2 separate regions of the Anas platyrhynchos genome follow, and region 1 is linked to region 2. A link is a contact called in public Hi-C data. All regions are on one chromosome and are shown on one strand. Each heading gives the region's core, a stretch centred on a gene start, on an enhancer-like site or on the middle of the called end of the contact. The rest is flanking DNA. Distances are from core to core; before and after follow the strand shown. Region 1 overlaps CACNA1C (calcium voltage-gated channel subunit alpha1 C). Region 2 overlaps CACNA2D4 (calcium voltage-gated channel auxiliary subunit alpha2delta 4).

The links. Hi-C and Micro-C count contacts between places; a contact is called where the count stands out from the background.
Region 1: a contact with region 2 is called in a Hi-C map of liver, with 2.8 times the contacts expected there. The contact joins two enhancer-like sites. A contact is called at or near these places in 2 of 8 Hi-C or Micro-C datasets (liver and subcutaneous adipose tissue).

What each region holds. Positions count from the first base shown.
Region 1 is chr1:65,049,664-65,054,965 of IASCAAS_PekinDuck_T2T, forward strand. CACNA1C (calcium voltage-gated channel subunit alpha1 C) reads left to right here. Exons shown (of 48, transcript XM_072039979.1): 34 at 2,878-2,943. Among named protein-coding and RNA genes, the nearest start is that of IL17RA, 30 kb to the right of the region's middle. Within about 2 kb of position 2,263, at least 6 of the 8 cell types and tissues checked have an H3K27ac peak or open chromatin away from gene starts, as enhancers often do.
Region 2 is chr1:64,517,281-64,522,363 of IASCAAS_PekinDuck_T2T, forward strand. CACNA2D4 (calcium voltage-gated channel auxiliary subunit alpha2delta 4) reads right to left here. Exons shown (of 39, transcript XM_072039791.1): 17 at 5,058-5,083; 18 at 3,569-3,655; 19 at 168-239. Among named protein-coding and RNA genes, the nearest start is that of CACNA2D4, 38 kb to the right of the region's middle. Within about 2 kb of position 1,366, at least 3 of the 8 cell types and tissues checked have an H3K27ac peak or open chromatin away from gene starts, as enhancers often do.

The DNA of each region.
Region 1 (5,302 bases), core at 1,013-3,512, 530 kb after region 2:
GCTGTGCAGAGATGAATGCATTTTCCACTTGACCAGACTCAGTAAGCCAGCAAAACCTGGCCAAGAGCCAGGGCAGATCTGGAGGAAGCATCAGGGAAGGATGGCACAGTAATACAAATGGTGATCTAAACATGAGGAGAGATGTAGGGACACACTACTGGACAAAAGCATGAAAGAGTGACTTGCACAACACAGCAATCTTGAAACAGCTACCACATAGCCCTCAGATTCAGGCTTTAAATGGTTGATTGCATTTTTATTGACTCAAATGAGAAAGCAGCTGACCAACTCTTTAAAACTGGAACCTCACCAGCTATGACACAAGCTGAGACCAAGGCCTGCGGTGCTGTGGATCACCCTGACTTCTGTCTCTGTTAGCAGGAGTAGCACATGTTTACACCAGGGATCAAATCTGGACCTTTTCTAGTGCAGTACTCAGGTGTAGCTGTAGCATCAGGCTTGTGCAAATGATGCTCATTTTGCTCAGTCCTTGACTGCCAAAGGATCTGATATGGCACAGCAGTTTTCTGACACGGCTGCACCGTGGGGCCGTTTTCCCATTGCTGTCATGGTTGCTAAATTTCAGGTTGTTATTTGGGCAGCTCCAGTGGGAACCATTTTGTCTGCATGCATAGGACTGAGATTCCCTTGGCACAGCTCAGCATCCCCGATGCAGGGGACAGAGTCACACTTTCCAGTTCCTGCTTCCCCTCCCCATGCCCCCTGCGCTCCTCCAGCCTCCATAGCAATAGCTCGCCCTTATCCTGAGCTCAGCTTGCCAGGGCTCTTGGCTGGAGAGGATGAGATGGATGGGAAAGGGAGTGCCTGGTACTTCCCTCCAGTGACCTCCAGACCTCTTTGATTGGAGAGTCACTTTTAGGCAGGGTTGAAAGGTGGTGGGAGAAAGTATCAAGGGAGGTATCTTCCACAGCAGGGGGAATTAAAAAAAAAAAAAAACCTGCAAGCGTCTTTTCCCTTTAAAGCCTTTCGCTGTTTATAACATGGTATTCTCTGCTTAGAGCTCCTCCTCTTGCAAATTCTGGGAGGTTGCTTTAGGAGCTAAGAATAGCCCCGGCACTGAGCTCCCAACTCAGCCACTCTCACCATGAAAATCTGGGATCCCTGCAGACTTTGTCTGGCACAAGCTCTGCTCCGTGTCCCCACATGCTTCCAGGAAGTGTTGTCGTTCGCACAGGGCAGCCTCATAGGCAATGGACTCATGGAGGAGTTCAGATCCCATTGTAACTACGATGTGCTCTGTGCACCTAACGCCCTATATGTAGCTTGGAGCACTGCTCAGAGGAGTGTGTGGTGGGAAAATGCTCGTCAGGGTTTCCTCCAGCAAAGAGCAGGCTGGCAAGCGGGAGGAGTAGGAAGTGAGAGGGGTGCTGAGGGCAAGGCAAGGCCGTGGGAATCAAAAGGACAGAGTGGTAAAGCCAGGGAAAGATGGGGCTGGAGGAGGACACAGACGGGAGAGTGGAATGTGGGAGATGGGGAGCTGAAGGAGCCATGGGGAATAAGGAGCAGACATGAGTGTGAAGATGCATCAATAGGCTGAGCAGAAAAACATGGAAAGAAAATGGAGAGCAGGAGGGAAGACACTCTTCCAAGCCCTGTGTGAAAGACAGAACTGGTAAGGTTATGTCCTTGAGGTCCTGTCTGGACACTACCTTGGGAGCTCTACTGAGGTTCTCTGTGAATCACGTCCCAACTAGATCATCACAAAATGTGTGGAGCCCAGTTCTGAGCTAGTGCATCTCCACTGGCATTGTGGGGTAGCCATGTAGATTCATCTGACCCTATAAAACACAGAGGAATCTCCCTCTGGGTCTTGAGATGATTATTACAGACACTGATTAAAGGTTTAAATTATGGCCATTTTGATACTCAGATGTCTTTGAGGTGATTTCTGCATATTTTAGTCAAATCCCCATGGTGGTCAGTGAAAATTGTCAATTTAGACATAAACTGGAAATGTACAAATAACATCACATTTTAAAATAATAATGATGTTGTAGGCTTTTTATACTCCATGAAATGGGATGTTCAAAATCCAGCCCAGGGGCTCTACTGGCATTCTCAGGATGAATACATCCGCCCATTGCCTCTGAAGTAAGGTCTGGAAATCCCTGGCCTGAGCACTATATTTCAAAAGCAACAGAGTAGAAAATTCCTTCTCAAAGACCCAAGACAGCGAGGCCCTGAGCTGTGTGCCCTTGATTCCTGCTAGTGGTGGAGGAAACCGATAGCACTCAACACTTTGCTGATTGCACTGGCCTCTCCCTCCCGAGGCAGCTCTGCAAATCAGGGTTCTGCATTTCCTCTTCAACAGCTGATCACAGACACTTAGAGAGCTGCAGACACCCTCACAGACACCTAACACTGAGCAGAAGACAAAGCTGATGCCGATTTAGAGACTTAGGATGGCACCAGCCCTTGTAGGAGCCTTGAATTTGGATCTGGGCAGCTGTTGCATTTTCACTTTCACCAGACTGGATCCAAGAAAAATACAGTCAAAGGACATTGCCATTTGGGACAGAATCAAATCGGTTACAGTAGTTTTCTCTTCATGGTAAGCAGCTGTGGACGCTGTTTCTGGCCTGTCTTACCTCACTGCCAAGGGCAGGAGCGACTTGCAAGAGGCAGAGCCACAGCACCGTGAGTGGGAGCCTGGCAGAGCTGGGTGGCAGCAGGGTGGTGGCGCGGAGGGCGAGCAAATATGGTCCTGTAGAGGCATCTAGTGGCCAGCTGGATGAATTACAGACTCCACGTTTCGGTCAGTCTCTGCCCAGTTTCCCCAAAGCTAGGAGCAAGAACCCGGCTCCGTAATGCCAGGCTTGGTGGAGACACGGTGCTCTCTTTTTTTTTCGTTTCTAGGCTCTCCCCTATGTGGCTCTTTTAATAGTGATGCTATTCTTCATCTACGCTGTGATCGGGATGCAGGTAAGTGGTACTAAAGGTTCAACTGTTTCTTTCTCCTCCTGTTAGAGTTTTGGGGGCTGATCTATAATGTCACTAGATCAATGTGTGGTTATAAAGGTTTACAAGAACATTTTCTCCAAGCAAGGTAAGAAGGCAGCTGCTTGGTTGGAACACATTGTCTGCCTATGCACTGCCAAAAGGATCACAACACGCTCCAACAAAACCAAAAAAATCGATCCATTTAATGGCAAAATATGATATGCAAACAATAAAAGGAATGTGCCAGCACTCCACACTCCAAAGGAACACCCAGCAGCTCTGGAAAAGGTGAATTAGTGCCTTGCTCATTGGCTTAGAAGAGTTGTTTCAGTGGGCTCGTGGCCATGCTGCAATGAACAAACCCCATTTTTCTCTTGCATCACTTTCACACTGGCCTAACTCCATTGGGTTGTAAAGAGCAGCATTTGATTTACACCCGTGAAGGCAAATATGGGATCAGAACCAATGTACCGACCCTGTGTCTGTGCCAGTTCTTCAGGAAGCTGCATCAATACAATATCCTATTCAGTTTGCAAAATGAACTTGGAACCAGCCCGAGCATTCATCTGTGCAAGGAACTGATGTTGCATACAGACCATTGAAGACAGCATGCGATGCAGGCATGGTCTGTGACAGTCCCAGCCTCATTTGCTGTGCTTTTCAAACTAAGCTTCAGTTTCCACTTCTGTGTTAATCAAAGATCTCAGACAAGTCAGCCATCTGGGACGAGAGACCAAACTATAGAAAGGCAGGCATAATTACTTCCAGAGGCCTTTAAACATGACGGGCTTCTTAGTTTCACAATTCAGAAAGAATTTCTAACAAAATTAATCTCACCTCTGTGACCTTATTTTAATTTGTTTCCTGTTTTTATAATCACATCTTTTCACAGACTCCATCCACCCTCCCCCAGTCTGAAAAATAAAACTAATCATTTCTTGAATTATCATAGGTTATCTCAATTGCCCCTAGTAATTACAGCTGTCATTTAATCTGCTGGGCTCATTCTTTAAACTTGCTGCTTTGCCTTTAATACCTAACTTGTTCAAGTGGACAAGATCTTTACAGGATTACCTATGCTATACAGAAAATCACTTGAGATTATTACGCTAGTGTTACATAGCTACATAAAGCATTAAAAATGATTTCCCAGCACCTACCCAGATGGGGGTTACGATGATCATGGCAATGCCAGGGTTAGATAGATTATTCTGTAATTCTATTCCCTTTTCTATCAGCAAATTCTGAGTTGGAAATCTAATCCTTAGCAAATGCTCAAACCTCTGGTTTAACCATCTCATCAGCCTGAAGATCATACATCTCTCCTTCACATGGATCTAGGTCACTAGAGTGCTTTCTGACCTCCTGCCTTCCAACAAAAAAAACAGCTCTTCTCATCTCCTCTCTTTGCTCATAGCCCTGTTACTTCAATTTTTTGTCAAAATGGCGTTTCAACATTTTGTGTGCTGCTCTCTTGAACCTGCAGACAGGTAGACTTCCCTCACACATAGGGACACGTAGGAAGGAAACTTCCCCACTCCATTGAGCAGCTTCCATGAAAGCTGAGAGGTACCAGATCTGACAGAATTGTAAGAATTACCCACGTGAACGAGACCTTCCATTTTATCTCAGCTGCTCCCCTGACTTGGAGCCTAACAACATTTGAGCCTTGCTATCCAACGTGCCCAAGGGGAAAAATCCAAAGTGATGTTGACAGATGGAGCCACTAACGTAATGGCTTAGGAGGCACAGGCTGAAGAGGCCACGAGAGAGGAACCTCTACTTGCAGCTCGTTGCAGCTGACTAATGCAAAGCATCCGTGGAAGCTGTTGCTGGTGCATCATGTGTGAGGGAAGCCGCAGGGAAGAAAGGAAAAATCAGACTTCCAGCATGGGAAGTTCCCATGCCTACGCCTGCCTGAAGTGAAAAATATGGGCTGCCTCAGCTCGAGCTGCCTCTGAGCATTTAAGCTGTCCTCCTGCTCCTCCTCAGTGCAGCTGGGGCTGTCACTGCTACCCACGGCGTGGGGGCGGTCGGGGCTGGGGAAGGCCCACATGTCCACGAGGAACCCCTGCAGAAAGCCTGCCACGTTCAGATCCTCCCTCCGTGCTGGCACGGCCTTCCTCTCCACATCGCTGTTTGTCTTGGGGTGTTAATTATCAGTGACATTTGCTTGAAAAGAGGCTCCATGTTCTCTCGGAGCTGCTCTGTTCCTGCTGCTCATTTTGGCTACGAGATAACAGCACTCAGTCCTTGAGATCTGTGCCACATTGTTGTCGATGGGCAATAAATAGTCCTGACCGACTGTGCTGGGCAGAGACCTTTCTGTCGGGCAAGGTTT
Region 2 (5,083 bases), core at 116-2,615:
TAACGACGTTCTATTTTATGCCTTTAGCACATGTGTTATATATGCGGTGAAACAATAAAATCCTCACACTCTGAAATGCTGAGCATTAAAACCACATCCTTCATGGTTCTTCAGCATCCATTTCCCCTCCCTTCCCTCCACGTGACCCGAGCCTGATAATTTCTTACCCCCTTATCCACAGGGACCTTCACATCCATAGAGAGGTAGCCCGTTTCTCCATTGATCATGGCAGTTCTCAGCTGCAGAGGTGAACGAGATCAACATTAGCATCTCTGGGCAGAGCAGGACAGGAATTAATAGAGCTGCTTGACATTAATATACAGGGGCTGTGACAGGAAAGAGTGACTGTCATTTTTTTTTTTTTCTCTTCACAGCTTTCTTGCTTCTTTTAAACTGAAAACCTGTTCTCAGTGGTCAGGATCCTTGTTCAGTCGGTAACACGGAATAATAATGGCTTATGCTGAAAGCTTGTTGATATGTCTTTTGAGCTAAAGGAAAGGACCTGGAAGCTATGAAACTGACAGTCCACATTTCAGACTTCACCATTTGGCAGCCAGCAAGTCATTAGCACTGTGCTCCAAGAGCCTGAAAGAAGAGACACCTGAGAAACCCGCTGGCTCCCCCAGACCGAGTACAAAGCTCTTTGGCATCTTTTAAAACTGATTTATAAATTATAGGCTGCATTCAGCACCACTTCTGAGTTCAGCAAAGCAGCTGTTTAACACAGCAAAGCAAGGCTGTGTGATAGCCAGGGAGGCAGTGAGAAGACCACTTCATTCAATTCAGGTTCCAAAGGCAAAATGTAATTTTCACAGTGACTCCCAGCCTCTTGCAAGAAAGAGCCAGGAAATTTTTCCATAAGTGCAGAGGGTTTGACTTCAGGTCCAGCCTGCCAGAGCATATCAGCCTATTGCTTCAGCCTGGATAGAAAAAAAGGTGGGAAGTAGCTTATTCATTCACACAAATTGCTTCCGTACTTCCAGAGACAAGCTTCCATTCAGGTGCTGGCCAGACTCAACTGCAGTTGCTTTACAAGGCCACAGCTCTATTTATTATGGCTGTTTGATGTGGGTTATTTACAGACCTAGAATATAAAGCCTGTGTTTTCCAAGGCCCATGTCTTGGAAATCAAAACACTGCCTGGTTCTGTAACTCCTTTCTTGCTAAGAGAGTTTGACCTCCTGCCAGAGCCACGGCATGCTCTGTTCTGGCCTGACAGCCTGCGGCAATTTCTCTGGGTTCTGGGTTTAGTTCGGTTATTGCTGTTTCATCCAGATCTTCTCGAATGCCAGCCGTCTTTCCTTGCCCCACGAGGCAGTGGAGAAGTAAACCAGAGGATATGAGATCTCCTTGGATCTCCTCAGCTCCAGCGCCAGGCCTGTGCCCAGTGCTGAGGTGACAGTGTCTGTAGGTCAGTGGCACAGCCCAAGCTTGCTGCTTCTTCCTCGACAGCTTCTCCTGCATGGAGAACTCAATCAGCCACAGTCCTGGTGTCTGGGAGTCCCTGTAATGCTCAGTCCTCATTACACAGGACACTCCTGGCAGCGGTCGGCCTTCACTTTGACAAATGTGTAGCTGAATTTGGATGGAGGGGTTGTTTGCTGCTGACTCCTTTCCCCTGTCTACTGATGTGGTTTCAAACCAGCTCAGACATACGGTTTACCTGGGAGCTCTCATAACATCTAGGTGTTTGGCCACTCAGTCTCAACTTCTTTGCAGGCTAATTTCTTCTTCAGATGTTCTGTCAAGGCTGCAGAAACTTGTTCGGGTGGCAGCTTCCAGACTGCTGGGCAGGACCCCACAATCCCTGGTCCCTTCACGCTAAGAATAGCCCCGTGTAACTTTAAAAGCAACCCCAAACTTCCTTGCTGCCCAGCTGCAAATAGCACTGTTGTACATGAATTTCTGTTTTACAGACAGTGCCGTGTTCCCTCCCTTTTTCTTTCCAGCAGCTGGCTGTATTACACATCATTAGCACTTGGGCATATTTTTCCAGTCTGATTTTGCTGCTTATCAGTGTTGCTGAGATTATACTGCAACTGATGTTGAGTCTGTCATTGATCTAATACCATAGCTGCAAATCTGAGTGTTGAAACGTTGGCATCTTTCTGCTGCAGTGGGTGTATCTTGAGAGACTCTCAACTTGCTGAAGTCACACTGCAGATATCAGTGACTGCAACCTTTCTTTCTTCTGGAAGATGCAGTACAGGAACACAAAGTGGCTTTGTTTTGTATGCCTCTTTTGATGTATAGTTTCACTCTGGATAGTTTTATTCTGATTGCCTAAGGGCAGAAACCTTACGCTGAATCATATCTGCATTCAGGTATCAATGTTTTTTGTTTTTTTTTTTTTTTAATGTTGTAAAATAGCAAACTGTAGAGAGGAATATCTCTAAAAGCATCTTCAGTGGCAGAGCTGCTAGAAGACATTAGTAAACCCATAAAAAGACATAGATAACCCGTCAAGATCACTGCATGTAAAATCTCTTATTTTTGTCTTACTTTCCGTGTCTCACACACAGTCCCGTTGTGTTTTCTTTCCCAGTCTGCCACCCTTCCACTTGCTGAGTTCTGCCGGTGAGACCCTTTCTGCTTGCCCTGTGCTTGCAGCAGTAGCTGCTGTAATCCTCTTGCTGGACACTTCGCTTGTCCCACCTGTTTGTGTGATATCTATAGCATCAGATCCCTTTATCTCAGCAGTCTCCCCTGTAATCCAGAAACATGTCCCACAGCTAATTCTATCTTACTCCAAATTAATTTCTTACCATAGCATCTTAAGTAGCTATTCTCTCCTAATTCTTCTGAGTAAAAGAAAGCCAGCTACAGAGGAACCTCTCTGCCTTCTCGTTGTATCTGGGTACCCAGTTCTGAAACACTGCAACATGCAGCTGTTGGGGTGCACACTGTTTCTTGCTTACTACTTTTTAATAATTTTGCTTGAGAGAGTAAAAAAGGGATTTTCTAGCCATTTCCCTGTCTGCTATTGTTTTCACTGCTTCCAAAGATATGCAATAAGGTGTTTTCTGGAAAACTGTTTTTCTCAGGTGTTTATGTTCCTTATGCTTTTTGTCTATTACCAGAAGTGACCGCAAAGCTTAGTCTCTTTTGGAACTGCACTTTCTTTCTTGCTGCAGATCTCATTAGTTGAGCGGTTTCAGCTCTATCTCACATACTACACAGATGGGCAACATCATGGGATGCCTCCATACTCCTGAGCTGTTTTGGCTTTGTGTTAAGCTATGTGCAGAGGTGCAGCTGCCAGCACCGGCATGTGGGCCAGGTACAGACAGACCAGCTCCCTGGAGCATCCTCCGACTGCTTCTTTCCTCCTGCCAGCACTTTCTCTCCCTGTTCCATTGGAAGGAAAACTTGTACAGAGAAGGAAGGCAAGCACTTTGTAGGTGAGCATCAGTCTTGTCCTCTTGTAGACTACCAGTCTCTCTTAGTCAAGGTACAGTTCTGCACAGAAAAAACAGGAGTGCCCTTTCCTTCCCCCTCATTCCATGCAGGCAACACAGTAACCGAAAGAAGGGGCTACAAAAGTCTAAATTCACTTCCTGATACTCACTATTTCATCCTGGTCTTCCCATTCCACTTCTGAGAGATCTACACTGTTGTAGTTTGGCTTAGGCTTCAGTTTCTTTCCTTCTTTATACTGGCATTTATTAAAAAAAAAAAAAAAAAGAGAGAGAGAGAGAGAGAGAAAATAGGGAAAAGAAAAACACCCCAGTAAGTGGTAGATAACTTTTTATACTAATCCTTTAAGAAGTTAATATTAATTTATAATTTGAAAAACATGCATTTTTCAGTCTCATGTATTCTCTGACTGGGAAGGCAGTGTTTGAGTGCAGGTACCTTCTCAGTCCCATGCCACATATCTCTGTATGCAAACAGTGCAAAGCTGGGAGAGTTCAAGTGGGAAAGGTTGTTTCAGGAGCAAGGGACAAGCAGGAACATAGGTGAACTTGCAGGTAAAAGCTACAGCCTGGTTTGCGAGAATATTCAGCTAAATAGATCGGTACAATATGCTTACCTCCAGGAAATATTTTTTTTTCCCCACAGCTAAGAGTGTAATCCCATTAACACTATAATACCAGCAGGAGATCTTTCCTGATGGGAATTAAGCTTTAGCTTCGCTGACAAAAAAGTAGGCTTTTCACCTCAGGTTAACTGATGGAAGAGAGCTATTTCCCTCTAATCTTACTGGTGAAGAAAAAGGTGTGAAGTAGACTAAGAGAGGCCAATTTCAGGTGGAGGATAAAGCAAGGACCTTGCCTAGCTTTGCTTTGCCTCATCCTGGCAACATGATGTGAAAGTTCTCCTCACATAGTGAAGTAACTACCCAAGTCTGAGGTCTCTCTGTGCAAAGCTGCCTTTATGAAGACAGCTGGTGTGAAGCCCTTGTGGCGGCAATTCCTCTTGCCAGTAACCACATTAACACCTATAAGCTGTGCGCATGGAGATTTGTGCAGACAGGCACGTGTATGAAACAGAAAACGTATTGCATGCCCGGGTAAGAAAGCCTGTAGTGTGTTTGCAGATATGTGCAGGCTGGAGTTCCAGGTGGCACCATGAAGGAGAAACGCCCTTGTGTCCACTCTGACCCTCAAGTATTTGCAGCACATTGGTCCCTAAATTGTTTCTGACATCCCATGTTACCAGGATTTGTGTTACTCCACCTTGCTAGCCTCAAATTCCCCAAATTTCCAATGCTACAGCTGCTGGGCAGCTTCTAGTGGGGAGATACCCATGCTGAACCTTCCTGTAGGAGATGTGCCTGAGTGAGGGGATTTGGTTCTCCAGTGGAGCCTTGCATGCATGTGCCCACAGTACAGCAAGTGCCCAGAAATACAGCACCCACATACAGAGAAGGCAGGCGGGGTACCTCCTGCTTCACACACATGTATACATAATATGCACCTATGGGTGTGGCATTGATTTCTCTGGCCCTCATATTCCTAGGGCCCATATATCAACAAAACATGAGAAATCAGGATCGTCCCTGAAAGCTGGCGTTCCCAAGTCAGCAAGGATTCCCAATTTACTGTTACACGTACCAGAGGACGGAGGTCTGGGTGAGAAA